2 separate regions of the Anas platyrhynchos genome follow, and region 1 is linked to region 2. A link is a contact called in public Hi-C data. All regions are on one chromosome and are shown on one strand. The core of a region is the stretch at or near the end of the contact, and the rest is flanking DNA. Distances in the headings are between cores, read along the strand shown.

Region 1 (4,785 bases), core at 1,341-3,840, 60 kb before region 2:
TACCTGAGCATAACTGGTCATGTTCCACACTGCTGTGCTAGTAAAACTGGACTGCACTTATCCTAGGGGAGGATTAGACCCACTCGGCAGCTTTTAAGTGCATGCTCCCAACAGTTCAGACATTTCTATAACATTAAAGAAGGCCCCACTTCAAGAAGATAATGCTGCAAGTTCAGCACAAAGTATTCCCAGGAGACACTTTCTGTAGCTGTGTCAGAAAGGGAATGCTTCCCTGCTCACAACCAGAGGCCGGATATCACGATGAGATCAATGCTTCCCCTTTCTGATCTCTATCAGCATAAAGGTCAGCGTAAACCACAGGCTGGCAAACGAATATAAATACATACAGCTTGGCGTTGAGATCCCAGAACTCAGGGTCGTCTGTTACCCAGGGGTTGCTGGGGAGACATCCCGACAGGATAGGGTCGTTGGAGAGGAACTGCTCAGAGTACTTCACAAGCCTGCAAGCAAATCCAGCAAAACGAAAATCTTAATTTGCAAGCAGAGTTGCTGCCAGCCCCGTTACAACCACCAAGTGGCTGCACAGATTTCGGGTATCTTCAGAGGCGCAGCCTTACCACGGGGGTCTGCAACGTGACCCCTGCCTTACTGCAAAAATTGATTCATTAGTGCTGTTCATCTTTTCCCCTTGCCTAGCAGTAATCTCCCAAGTGTCTTTCAAAGCAGGGATTTTGTCAGCTCAAGTGCTGGGAAATCCCAGTCTTTCCTCCCTCCTTTTTGCCTCCTCACTTCAAGCAGTGGGACTGAGCCCCCAGACGAGTGCTGGTTCCTTCTCCAGCCAGCAGCTCAGACTGAGAATCGCCTGCCCGTGCTGTTTCGTGCCACACACTACAAGGAGGGAAGTGCCAAAGAAGAGGAAAGCAAGCACGGTGTTTGCTCAGGCTGGGTTCTCTGCAGCCTCCTGGCCGGGTGTGGGAGAGCCCAGCGAGCTCTGGGAGAGGTGAGGTGGTGCTGGGTGCTTCCCCGTGCCACTGCTCACCTACCACACAGCCCATTCCTCTGCAAATGAGTCTGAGGGCTCAGCACAAAGCAAAAATCTCCCTACCCTAGCAGGAACCAGACAAACATTTCTCCTACCTTCTAGGCTGGCGAGACTGGTAATTACAACCAATTTCACTAATGTCCTGGAATTTTAGCTTTCTCCTCCCTTTTTCATTCTTGAAAAAAAATTCCTCTGGTTTCTCTGTTTAAAACTCCTTCCAGGCCAAGCTGCTTTTATGTGCTCAGAGCTGGGAGCGCACTGTCCAAGGGCCCGTAGCTAACAGGCACCTTGGCACAGATCCCTCGGTTCTACAATGCGACTGCACAAAGCACACCGCAGGTTTGGCACAGGAGTGCTTGATCCTATCTTCTCATCCGAAATGCCAAGGCATTCAGCACCTGCATAATTCAATCCGATCCATGTATTCTAATCAAGCTGCAAATCTAAACCTGTCAACTCGGGTAACATTGCTCTGTCCTTTGAATGATGAGTGCTTTGCAGCTCCTCCTAAATCAATGCAATGCTCTGATGCATGCATATTATCTACTCGCTGATCTTACCCTCATCAATAATAATTTGATTTGGAGCAAATCCCATAGCTCAAGGTGGGGATCCAACTTTTCTAAGGAGTTTTTGATCCAGACACTGGGTATTATCCATCATAAGACAAGGAGTATTGTGTAAAAAATGTTTGTGCCAAACAGTTAAGCACTGCAAAAATCCTAAAGGCAGACAGGTGCCCCCAGCTCCAGCTCACAGGTTGGAAAATTGAGGCAAGGAGCACTTCATGCAACCAGGCAGTCAGTGACAGGTGAAGAAACAGAGCTGCTGGTGCCTTGCAAGCTGTGGTTCTCAGGAGATGGTACAGCTTCCTGGGCTCTTCCTCCAATTTCGTTCATCTTCTGTCTAACAGGCCTGAGCATCGTGTTTATCTCAGGTTTTATAGGAAACACTAGATGGCAAGGACTATGTGAAACAGCCTGGGGATGTGGACTGCACCTCCAGGGAGCTGCCCAGCACACACGATTCCAGGTAAGAAACACCCGTGGCAAATGCAGCAGCAGCTAACGCTAGGACTGGGAGCTTTGCACTTAATTGGCTTCATCAAAAACCTGATCAGGAAACACTCCCACTGAGAAGAGGACTTGCTAATTAATTGCTTGGACTTTTCCTGGGGAGGAAAGTGTGTTCCTTCATAATGCAGACTAATCAGAGACTCCCCCAGCCCTGCTGCCTTCTGAGGGCGATACCTTTTGAGCAGGAACACTCCCTGGGGCTGAATCCTGGGGCCAGGAGGGTCGATCTGTCTCCCTGCTTTCTCATCCCACACAGAACAGGCACAGGACATAGGGCTGCACCTCAGCAGGCCAGCCTCCAGAGCTGCTTTTCCAGCCTGCAGAGCCAATTTCAAAGGAGAGCTCAGCTGAGAGGCTGAAGCTGCTCTGCAGGTGGTTGTAGTAAAGCTCCCTTAGCTGCAAGGGGCTCTTCATCGTGACTGGGGCTCTGCCCCCCCTCTGCCTCGTGCCTTCGGGCGCAGACAGGCAGGACGCAGACAGCACTGAGCGTGGCCACCGGATCGATTCCCCCGGTGAGTCACTGGCTGCCAGAACAGAGCTGAATCATCTCGCTAGAGATGAGCGCCGGAGCCTAATTAAGGTGTGGACAGAAAGAAATCAGGACTTACCCTCCAAGGGAGACGGAAGATTTCACTCTGGACTTCATGATGGCCTGCTGATAGTACATGATCTGAGAGGGATCAGAAACAGCCGTGGTTAGGAGCAGGGAGATGTGAAGACGAGGCCAGCTCCATCCGAACCTGAGTGCTGGGGGAGGGCATCCTCCCAGTAACCCACTGGATGCCCACGGAATCACAGAATCCCTCAGCTCTCACAGCAAAGGGGCTATTTGCACCGAGCTTATTGCAAATATCACCAGAGCATTTTGCAATGTGCAAGTAATTAAAACCACTCTCCATGCTATATAAAAATTGGGTAATAGCTACCATTCTGGGCACCTAGAAACGCTCTGGATGATTTAGCATGTAATTATCATTGATCCTTGGCTGTCTCTATGCTGGCGCCGCTGGATGTAGCTCCCATGATTTCCCCACCACTAATTTTGATCGATTGGATTTCAGCCCCGCTATCAGCTCTTGCTGAGCCTTCCCATCGCTGGGAGAGCTGCTGGCTGCCTGTAGTGGGAGAAAACGTCCTGAAAACATATTGACTGGAAGCTTCATAGCTCAGAGACTCTGACAGCCAAACCCAGGCATTTTTAAAAAGAGTTTATCCCCTGCAAAGGGGGCTTTGGTCCCTCACACAATACTGAAATAAGCAATACATACAGGCTGAACGTGTAGAAATAAGGGAATGGTTAGTTACCTCTCTCCTATAAACATCCATTGTTTTTTTCTGTAACATAAAGAAACAAAAACCATTAAATTGGGGTGGGTGCTTGCACTCACCTTTTTTTGAAACATGAAAACACTGTTGCGGGGCTGCTCTTGTGCAGTGCTCTCCAATTAATTCTCATTACAATTAAAATCAAACACAGCAGCTCAGCTAATCAGGGTATCATCAAAGCTAAGAGCATCCACACACCGTAAATCGTGCCATTAGCTCTATTTACTATTTAGTGTTGCTTCTTCCATCACAGCCTGCCTGTGTGCCTTCAATTAAGGGGGTATTCTAATGTAGCTAAAATAGATTCGTTTACGAGACACAGATTAGATCATTCAATATTCGCTAAAGGAGACAGGAACCAACACATTGCAAAATACAAACACCACAATTAAAAGCCTCAGATGCAGTATCTGCTGCGCAAGGGGTGCTTACGTCGGGATTTGAGGAACGCAGACTGTGTTAGATGTCATCCACAAATGAGCAAGCAATTGAAGGCAAGAAATTAACTGCAGGGTGTTTATTCACCCAGCTTCCTTTGAAGCACAGTTACTTTGTGGGAAATAAACTTGAGGAAGGAGAGCGAAAGACAGGCTCAGTCGGTGATGCTCCCAGCCAGCCTTTAAAGGCTTCTGCAGCCTTTCAGTTCTGCATCTCCCATTTTAGCCAACAAGAGTCCTGCAGCTAATCTGCGGCCCAGAATCACCCCAGCCAATTAACCCCGTGGCAGACACCAGGCTGCAGAGTGCCTGGTGGAAGCACAGTGTTTGTGAGTGGTGAGGAAGGAAACATCTGGCAGCAAATGCCAGAGGCAGCCTGCGTCTCCCACCTTCCCAGCAGGGAACCTGCACACGGAGCTGCCCCTTTTGGGGTTGACACATCAACGGGGTACAAAGCTCTTGGTCAACAACAGGATCGTTGGCCACAGAGGCCGTACAGCCTCAGAACTGGAAGGCACAAGGATTACAGAGCAGCTTTTCACCCTTCTCGGCTTAGCTGCACCCCTGACGCCAGGAAAGCTCTTGTGCGGGCACCTCTTCTTCCCCCCCATTTCTACAGCAGCATTATTGTTTCAGATATGCTGTAGAAATGGAAGTCAAAATAAAAAAAAAACAAACCCCAAAAAGCCTCGCCACCTGCTTGCACAGAGAAACAAGCTGCAGTCACTGTCCTAGAAACGCCCTCTTTAGAGAACTTTCTGTTTCAGGTCACCTAATTCCTGCACAAGAGGAGCTCACTGTCTGCTTGGGGAACCTGAGACACAAGTGAGGCCCCATCAGATTTCCAAAGTGCCAGCTGACCTGTTCCGTTTGAGGAAACTTAAGAGTGGCTGGGGCATTTACTTTAGGAAAACCAAGAGGTCAAAACCATTAGAGGATTTTA
Region 2 (4,364 bases), core at 1,616-4,115:
TTTCTGTACGATCTTGAGTCTCTTACATTAATCCAAACCTAATCACGGAAGCAGCTACGAATTGATGGCCGTTCTGGTGAAACCTCTCTTTTTCCCCGAAGAAAAAGAAAACAAGCAAACAGAACCTTCAAAGAAACCAGCATTTTCAAAGAGGTAAGATCAGGATTTGCATGGGAGCAAGTTGAGCGAGCCTTCAGCGGCGACAGCCTTCTTAGCTCATGTCTGGCATTTGCTAAAAATTGTCTAGAATTAAGGGGAAAACTTCCTCTTATTCATGCAGCAGACCCAAGCAGACTGTTCTTCCCTCACCTCTGCAATACTAAGGGAGAAACATTTTCTCCAGAATTTAGCAAATCCTAAATCCTCTTTTTGTTCCAAGCGAAATGTTGCCGTTCGTTGTGCTTGTAATAAATCAGTGCATAATCATCTCCACTATCTTTTATTTGTGGATGCCTTTGAGGCAAGGGAACATTTTTTCTCTGTACGAACGTCAGCAGTAAGTCACCCTGAATGTTTCTTTGTCACGTCAGAGCCCTGATTGACACTGATTTCTTCCTTCAGAAAGGAAACTCCGTTTGCCTGCAACAGTAGGATAAATACGGGGAGAGTATTTATACATTTGATATGCAAATTAATCGCCAAAAGTAGCTCCTCTCTGAGGCTAGCAAGGTAAAATGTTTTATATTTCCCTCTTAACAGAAGCAGGGATCAAATATGAAAGCATCTGGATGACAGCCAACCCTTTAGCTGGAGCCAGGCTGTATTTTCATTGTCTCCATACCCTGTCTCATTTGCTTTCAGCAAGACAAATGCCTGCGATTATGCCAAAGTCAGGAGAGCACAGGAGGAAAATGCAGCCTCGCACCTCTGCTTATGCCTTTGGTGGTGGAAATCACCGCTTTGCTGCCCAGAGCTACTGCCCCAATTTAGGCAGTTTGGAGGACCAGCCTCTCCGAGGGCCAGCTTCCATCATTAGAGGAAGAGAAGCAGCTCCAGAGAGCAGTTCTCAGCCTGAAGCCATGTCCCAGGTAGCTCTCCAGTCACTCCCCGGCGGGGCCACTTTCTCCCCACGGCAGCGACCAGCTCAGGCTTTGTCACTGCACTTTCAGACACCTCGGGTGAAATGAAATCACCTCCTGGGTGCTGTGCTTCCCCAACAAATGTAGGCAGTGTGATGTTAGCATGTAAATTTTGGCAGAGCACTCCGCATCCTTGGAGAAAAGGTTCTATTCTATTCTGTGTCTGTCTTCTCGCTAAGAATTATTTTCCATACAGGATCCTCCAGTAGCTTCATGGCAGCATTTCACTGCTTCCATCTCCATGTTCACTTTTCAACAGTCACAAGCCACTGCAAATAAATGGCTCCAGACCTTGGCAGTTGTGTAGGAAATAAGCCCGCGTTTTACAGATCTTTAAAAGCAAGGAAAAAAAAACCACCATAATTCCTCATTTCCTTAGCTGGAGCTCTTTGGATCACATATTTTTGTCTCATGGGCTAATTTTTTTTTCTCCATCTTCCTCTCAGACAGGACTTCTGTTTGTGCAGGCGTCAATGTTGCTCCATCGTCTTGCTCAGCACGGGTAAACCCAGACAGCCTGAGAAGAGCTTTTAAGGCAATACTTAGGAAAAATAGGCCAGAGCTGAAAATGTGAGGACGAGAAACAGCAATTCAGTAAGATGCAGCTAGGTTATTTGAAATAACCAGTGAGATTATTTACTGCTCTCAGTTCTGCCCAGAGCACTGGTGGTGTTTGGAAGCAATTCACTATCAGCTGCAGGGAAGCACTGGCTCATGCCTCGCTGGGCCTGAAAGCAACAAGGACGATGGAGGTTGAGATGTCGGCGGCGTCTGAACCGCCGCTGTTTACTGCAGACAAAATCGTCTCGGAGAAGCACCATGATCCGAGCATGGAACCGGATTCCAGGACCGTCTGAGCACTAAATATAGCGGCCGTGCTAACTCAGCGGCTCTGGGCGCAGCAGATAACATCCTGCTTCGGGACGGCTCGCAGGAGTCAGGCGAGGGGAGGTATGAAATTCAATCCCTGTCAGGGCACTGGCAAGCAGTTCTTGGGCATCCTGGGATCTCTTTTCACTGTCTTGGTTTATATCTTTTTGAAATGTTTGAGAGAACAATAAAAAGATTAGGAAAAATTAAAGGACATATTTTGGTATCGTGGGCTAAACTCTTCCTTCATCTGCACATAGTATCTTCCAACAGGCCTCCGTGATGTTTGCTAAAGCTTCTGAACACGGAAAACATCACAAGTGTTAAATATCAGACCTTTGTTTGTTTGTTGTTTTAATAAAAACACCCAAGGACTATTAGGCGTGCTGGGGAAGAGCTGCTTCTGGCAGGGGAATAGAGAGGGTGCGCCTACAAACCCAGTAAGCCCTGGGTAGCTCACACCACAACGTTCCCGTGCAAAGCTTCTCCTGCCTGTTGTAGGCAGGCCCCTGTAGGGTCCAATTCCCTCGGGACACCCTGTGGGATGCCTCTTTGGCCATGGCATTTAATTTCCCCATTGCTCCGAGTCCTACACGAGTCCTACACCCGTGACAGGGCGATGCTCTGAAGGTCCCCATGAAGCTCCCCTTTGCACGCTGCTGTTTCCACACAGCTCTGGTGTAAAAAGTTGCAAAGTGCTTAGTGTGGCCCTCTTTGTTGTACCCTCCTTGCCACCATTTGCTCTGTTTGTGCCACCAAATTTATTAATTTTATCCGCCCTGCTCAGGGGTGACCGTGCCCCATGTGGTGCTGTGCTATGTGAACGGGCTGCTCAGGGGGGGATTTGGGGGCTGCCAGCCCAGCTCAGGGGGCACCCCCAGTCCTGGAGACATCGATTTGAGGAACCAAAGCGACCCTAGGCTGGTTGGAGACCGAGACCAGGGGCTTCTCTGAGGCACGGGGGGCCCGGTCCCAGCCGCGGCCGCGGCTCCGCCCGCCGCGGGCCCGGCGCCCCCGTGAGGAGAAAGGGGCGGAGGGCGGCCGGGGGAAGGCTCCGGGCCTCAGCCCTCGATCTCCGGCCTGCCCCGAGCCCCGAGGCCTCGCTGCGAGGAGCCGGGACCCGGCCGAGGCGGTGGCCCCGTCCCACCGGGGCTCGGCGGCACCGAGAGCCCGGGGGCGGCTCCGATAGCACCGCGGCCTGCCGGGTTGACCTGGCCGCCCTGCTGCCGGCCCCGGAATCGCGGCGCATTCATGTTTCCTGTCTCGTTTTCACCGCTTTTTAATTAACCGTGTTGAGAAAGTACGCTCCTCCTCTCAGACGCCTTCCTGTTGTAAATAGAGGCTGAAAATATCCAAAATCAGCCAAGGCCTGGTACGCCTGTTTGCCTCTTCCTTCAGCCGGGGCTTCAATAAGCAAAGCCCTGCTGTGTCACAACAGGAGATACCCTGCATTGCAGGAACTATTGGTAAATATCGTTAGTTTGGACCACTGCACGTAGTTATTTTATCCTTTAGCTACGGGTTAAGGTGGCAACAAGGTCCTGGGATTATCAGGAGTTGTAAAAGATCGCATGTGTAGTCGAGGCACGTTACAAATGCTACGCAACAGCTCTGTGTGTGTTTTTCTGCCACAAAATGGATCGAAATTCATTAAAAATTGAAATAAGTATTACAGCTCTGGGAAAAAGCTGTTAAGCAAGTTGGTTGGCTTATCCTGCAGCAAGAAAATTAATAACCTTCTGTCTTTTTTGGATCCCTCCTACAGGTTTGTTCGAGGAGTCAGAAGTTAGCACAGAAGATGATGTGACGTGGTTGAAGGAGTGCTGTGAAGCCGTCTCCAGAGATCTGACTGAAAATCCTGGAACCCGTTCCAGTTTCACGTACAGCGTGTGCTTTTGGAGTAGATGAACACGCTACAAGTAGCCTACAGACTCCTGCAGGTACATAATGCTGACAAACTGATGAACAGAGGGAACTTTTTGTTAGTCACTAATCAGAGGGGAGATGTCTGATAAAAGACTGTTCTTAGGGCCTTGTACTGAAGATAATAGGTGTGAACACAGTTTAGAGGCTGGTGTCTTGCAAGCCCAAATCCCAGCTCCTGCAGCTATTAGATTCTGTAACTTTTATTCATTTAAGTAGTCCCACTGCAGACAGCAGGATGATCTAAGAGCAGCAGGCTCATGCTTCGTGAGCTGGTTGAATTACTCCTTTACATCTGTGAAGTCCATGCTCTGTCAGCCACTGAGTATGAGAAATAAACCCCCTAAATTAATGCTGTGGACAGATGGATGTTTTGCCTGTTGTTGAGCATAATAATGTAGGATTTGTGTTCTTGTCAAACTTGGTTAGGCTAAGAAAAAATCTGTGGGACCACAGTAATAAAATTTGCTGTTTGATCATCCAAAGTGGTGA

Evidence for each region. Hi-C and Micro-C count contacts between places; a contact is called where the count stands out from the background.
Region 1: a contact with region 2 is called in a Hi-C map of subcutaneous adipose tissue, with 4 times the contacts expected there. The contact joins the enhancer-like site here to the promoter of ARSG in region 2. A contact is called at or near these places in 4 of 8 Hi-C or Micro-C datasets (F1 follicle, liver, skeletal muscle and 1 more).

What each region holds. Positions count from the first base shown.
Region 1 is chr19:2,955,491-2,960,275 of IASCAAS_PekinDuck_T2T, reverse strand. It overlaps RGS9 (regulator of G protein signaling 9), which reads right to left. Exons shown (of 21, transcript XM_072025895.1): 12 at 3,385-3,414; 13 at 2,688-2,749; 14 at 348-461. Among named protein-coding and RNA genes, the nearest start is that of RGS9, 20 kb to the right of the region's middle. Within about 2 kb of position 2,590, at least 1 of the 8 cell types and tissues checked has an H3K27ac peak or open chromatin away from gene starts, as enhancers often do.
Region 2 is chr19:2,896,032-2,900,395 of IASCAAS_PekinDuck_T2T, reverse strand. It overlaps ARSG (arylsulfatase G), which reads left to right and starts at 2,865. Exons shown (of 15, transcript XM_038165202.2): 1 at 2,865-3,415; 2 at 3,715-3,889.